Regions from separate parts of the Sus scrofa genome. Here region 1 is linked to region 2. The links are chromatin contacts, called in public targeted proximity ligation maps. All regions are on one chromosome and are shown on one strand. The core of a region is the stretch at or near the end of the contact, and the rest is flanking DNA. Distances in the headings are between cores, read along the strand shown.

Region 1 (2,700 bases), core at 184-2,683, 78 kb after region 2:
TGCTGACTGGGGCTGAGCACAAATTCCTGCAGGCCAAGACTGTCCTCCCAACACGAGAGCTCACTGGGAAGATGCATATTCAGCAAGTGGGGTCAAGGGACATTTGCCATGCAATCCAGTTTCTACTTGGTTAAATTTCCTATTTTGTGAGCCTTCACAGGAGAGAGTCCGCCCCATTCACACAACAGAAGCCAGTGAACCATATCACTGAGAATTATGACTAAAGCACCCTGGACCCCTTGCCCTCATGACCCACCAGAGCCAACCTGGTTGCACCTGTTTTCAAGCCTGCTTCTCCAGCTTTCCAAGTAGCTGTAAGCCCCAGAGTCTGCTTCTGTTATTTATATACAAAGGTACCGTACCTGGCACCAAACTCAGTTAATGTCCTTTGTCCCTTTATTATTTGTCCCTTTATTAGGTCACTTCCCCACTCAGAAGCTACAGAGTACCCTCAACAGAGGGTACCCCAGCTCCAAATCAAGGGCCACCAGCCTCTCCCTCAATATCTCTGATGCCTGAATTCATTACCTTCCAATCAGCTTTTCTTATCTTGAAGACCTTTGTTCTAGGACAAGTTCCCACTCACTACAAAATACCATCTGGCTGCTTGAAACTTTCACCTATTAAACCCTCTTTTTGTAGGACTGAAACAAAACAGAGTTCCTGCCTTTATAGAGGTTTGCATTCTAGTATGGTAATAATAATAATAATAATAATAAAACAAGAACAGAAAACAGTTATTGAGTATGAGTACAAAGGCAGGCGTGCTTCTAAGCACTTTGCAGGAAGATGTTCATTTAATGCTTACAACTGCCCTGGGAAGCAGGTACAATTATTATTCCCCATTTTATAGATGAGATGGAGTTCTGAAAGGTTAACAAACAGGTTAGATGCTCAGAAAGAAACAAGACCGGGATCTGAACCAGGCAGTCAGACTCTACCACCTAGCATCCCACACCAAATCTGACTGCCTCTCAAAAACTGCCCAGAAACAAGCAATCATTGGTATTCAATTGCTAACAGTGCTGTGAAGAAAAACACAGTAGGGAGAGGAGTATGGAAAAAAAGATAATGGGCTGATTTTTTTGCCAGGTGCTCAGGGAAGACTTGTTAGAATGATTTCTGGGAACCGAGGGGGTGAAGCCTATAAGAACAGGCTTAGAGAACTACTTCTGGCGTGTGATGCCACCTAAAACCAGTCAGTCCCACTTGTACATAAAATCTTGTTCAAGATTTAAAAGTATGTCTCCCTTTACACTTCCTCACTCTTTCTTAAAATACCCCTATTTTGTGGGCTTTTTTGTTTTTTTTTTGTTTTTTTTTTTTCTCTCAAGCCTCCTAATCCTTCTGGGGGCTCTGAGTCTCTTCCTCAGATGGCAAGTCCACAGCGAACCCCAGGCCGGGAAGCATGGGCCAGAGTCCAGAGGCCAATGTCTTCACGCTTATCTAAGCCTGCATGTCTCTGAATTCCCATTACTTCTTCAGCTGCTGTATCTCATTACCCCCGGATCTTTTCCCAGAACAGTTCTTGTTCTATATTTGAACAACTGCTTTTTTTAAAATCTATGAAGTTTTTAACTGCATCATGTTAGTTTCAGCTTCAGCCTAATTCCAGGCCACTAAAATTATTTTCAAATCTCTGCCCTGCCATCACCAGGTTGCTTTGAGCTTTGTCTCATCTGCCAGATTACAAAATGTTTCTTTCCTCAAATGAGTCATGCTCTTGAACAGGACAAAGACAAGGTCAAGGATAAAGTCCTCTGCCTCAGCCAGAGATGGTCCCACAGGCTTGAAGAGGGGTACTATTTGTTCCAACAGGTCTGGGTACATCTAACGATAGTGTCCAATCAAAAGTATACACTCTTCTCCACCGAGATAAGACAGAACACTCTTCCCCAAATGCCAGCAGAAACAGCAATACACTGTATCCACAGCCTTCCCTGAGCTTGCAAATTATCTGCCCTGTTTTGAAAAGTAGAATGATGTTCATTTCTTATATTTTTCTTCCTGTAGGAAGTGATCACTGCCTCCATTTCAAAATACAGGCATACCTCACAGATACTGAAGGTTTGGTAAAAAATGAATACTGCAATAAAATGAATATTGCAATAAGCCTAGGCACACAATTTTTTTGGTTTCTCCCTGCATGTAAAAAATTATGTTTACACTATACTAAAATTTATTAAGTGTGCATTAGCACTATGTTTAAAAAAAGCAAGATACATACCCAACCTACTATATAGCACAGGGAACTAAACTCAGTATCTTGTAAGAACCTATAATGGGAAAGAATCTGAAGAATACTAGATATATATGTATCACCGAATCGCTTTGCTTAAACTTGTACAATTGAAACTAACACAACTAAATTAACTATACTTCAATTTAAAAAAATAAAATTTAAAAAATAACTAATAATGCACATACCTTAATTTTAAAAGTTTATTGCAAAAAAAAAAAAAACTAACCATCATCTGACAACACAGAGTTGCCACAAACCTTCTATTTGTAAAAACTGCAATATTCGCAAAGCACAATAAAGTCAAGCACAATAAACTGAGTTATGCCTATATTCAGAATCTCTTTAAGAAGTGGGGTTTTTTAATATGCTCTGTGCCCATAGCTTGCTTATCTGCCTGAAGCTCTCTGTGATGTCTCATTGTTATCTGCAAAAGCTCTGAATTCTTATCGACGTATCTC
Region 2 (2,700 bases), core at 177-2,676:
CTGCTCTCATCACCTGCGGAAACTACCAAAGGAAAATTAGTGGAAACCACTATTACTACATCTGATTTGGAGGCTGCAAGTGATTTTCACATCTCCCTCCTCTCTCATCCATTCTGGATTCCTCTCACCCCTGGCCATCATCTTTGTGGTTCTAGGTATCTTACCTGGTTGGGTGACCCAGACACTCATCCCTGAAGAGATCAAGGCCCTGATCACCACACCTCTCTCTGGGCATGACTGTTGACCTTTTCCATTTATCTCATATGGGGCAGAGGAGTGCCAGGAGATGCCCCATTAGAACAAGTGGATGCCAGACATATTCTTTGCTACCCCTTTATATAACAAGAGCATGGCTTCCTCCTGATTACCAGGGTCAGTGACTCCTTCCAGGGTCATGACGTCTTTCCTTGCCTGCTCATCCCTTGGTACAAGGAGCCAGAAGAGACCAGATGGCAATGACAGCTTAAAGTATAATAGGCACTTATTGTATATTCTGATGAAAGCATTCTCCTTCTGGAAAACAGCACCGTTAGGCCCACAGAGTCTGCAGCTGTCACCAATCCCACAGTTGAGTCACTGGGAGGGACAGTAAGCAGGACCACTCCTACTTTCACTTTGGGTTCCTGGATCCATAAATGCTATCTTTTGGGGTCACAGTGTCCTACAGTGATTGTGTATTTAGAGTGTACACCACATGGACTTCCTTGAGCCCTGCCACCATGGGACTACTACCTGTTGCTCAAACACTAAGGTGGCTGATGACAGAGGCTGGCTGATGTCAAGTGGCCGAGTCATTTCATCTACTTAGTTATTTAGTGCCTCTCCCACCATGACTGCTCCCCAGTGGTATTAATAGGCAATGCAAAGATCCTTGCTCTTTATGCTCACTGCTGGAAGCCCATTACACACCTCTTCCCCAGCCTCCCATGCCCTCAATCTTCCAGTCTTTTCTCTCCAGTCCCCTGACCAAGAGCAAAACGATTCACTATTCCTCAAGAGTCTTATTATTACTTTGGTCCACTTCTATTTCCACACAGAATGGATGACTAGGACCTCCACTGCAACTGCCTATTAAGAGGATTTCCTCTCATCTGTCTTTATGGACTACTGGCAAGTGGGGCTGTAGTTCACAGCCGTCCACTTTCAGCCTTCACCCCCATATAAAGCCAACACATCTGTGATGCAAACATGAGCGTTTCTCCTCCAAATGTAGTTGATAACGGAGGCTCCATTGCAGCCATAGGCATAGGGGTCAGCTGATGGAGAGGCAATGGCAGTGGTGATATGGGGGTCTGAAGCATTTGCTCATGCAGCTTCTTTGTGATCTCTAACCCTGCCTTGCTTGATTCTGTATGAACCACTTGCATTCTACAGAGCTATCTGAAAGAACAGCTGCAAGCAATTCCAGAAGGATTCAGCTATGAGTCACCAGCAGCCAACATTCTGGCAGCTGGGGGGATAAGTACCTTGACACTAAAAGGGGTATCTGAACAGTATGCTGCAGAATCCACTCTAGCATCAAATTAAATCTTCATAGTAAACCTGCGAAGAAGCCAGAAAGGATATTAGAACTGCCATCATGCAGATGAAGAATCTGAAGTATCTCAAGATTAAGCAGCTTTGGTTGATAGCAAACCAACTTAGCATTACAACAGTCCTGGAAGCAGCACTGTCCCATAGAAATGTAATATGAGCCACATACATAATTTTAAATTTTCTAGTAGCAAACATTAAAAGTTGTCAAAAGAAACAGGTGGAAGTAATTTTAGTAATACATTGTATTTAAGCCAAGAGTTCCAGAATATTATCTTTTCAACATGTAATAACCATTAAAAATGAATGAGGCATTTTACATTCTTTTTATCATACTGAGCCTTGGAAATCTGACATGTGTTGCACATTTATAACACTTCCTAATTTGAACTAGCCACATTTCAAGTGTTCAGAGGCCAAATGTGGCAACTGAATCAGTAGCCATAGCTCTAGACTCTCCATAATTCTTTCTCATCTTCCCTGAGATGTTCCTTTTGAACTGGCAGGACCTAAAGCCTTGAAGGGACACGCTTGGGGCAGTAACCCTGCCTTTGGCAGAAATCAAGGTCCTTGCCATTTACGAAGCTCCCAGAACCCCCACTCCTTTGGCACAACAGTTAGCTTTGCAGGTGTTGCTACCACTTACTGGCAAGGTTCAATTTGAAAAAGAAAAGAAAAAAAGCAGTGGTAGACAAATGTTTAACTCCATCTCTGTGTGTACCCTGTAATTTAATGCTAAATCCAGCTCAATTTGGTTTCTGTGGCAACAGAGAGAATCAGCTCTCCACAGCTCATATGTCAGATTTCTAAATGCAGGGTGCCTACAGCAGACTCGGCATTCCAATTGCCTGAGTTTTGATTCTGAGATTGATCCGCGGATACAAAAATTCAGTATGGAAGCTTCTCTTAGAGTTTTTATTCAACATAGAAAATGTAGAAAAGGAAGGATTAGGGAGCTTTCAGTCCCAGAAATCTTTAGAAATGGGTAAGTTCTTCATTTGGTTTGAGACTTGGGAGAGGGACTTCGTGGAGACAAAAGGAGGCCTTAGACCTAATGTAATCTTTGCCAACCCATGAAGCCTTAGTGGACGTGCATGTTCTGCACAGATGGACCCCTGGGGGCAGTCATGAGCCCTCAAAAGTAAATTTGCTTTCTTCTTTCTTCTT

Evidence for each region.
Region 1: a targeted proximity ligation map of skeletal muscle shows a contact between it and region 2, with 3 times the contacts expected there. A contact is called at or near these places in 14 of 47 Hi-C or Micro-C datasets (alveolar macrophages, brain, embryonic fibroblasts and 8 more) and 1 of 2 datasets of targeted methods (skeletal muscle).

The regions. Positions count from the first base shown.
Region 1 is chr4:82,631,483-82,634,182 of Sscrofa11.1, forward strand. All of the region lies in intron 1 of LOC106510109 (a long non-coding RNA gene), which reads right to left. Among named protein-coding and RNA genes, the nearest start is that of TBX19, 66 kb to the right of the region's middle.
Region 2 is chr4:82,553,960-82,556,659 of Sscrofa11.1, forward strand. All of the region lies in intron 4 of LOC106510109 (a long non-coding RNA gene), which reads right to left. Among named protein-coding and RNA genes, the nearest start is that of XCL1, 120 kb to the left of the region's middle.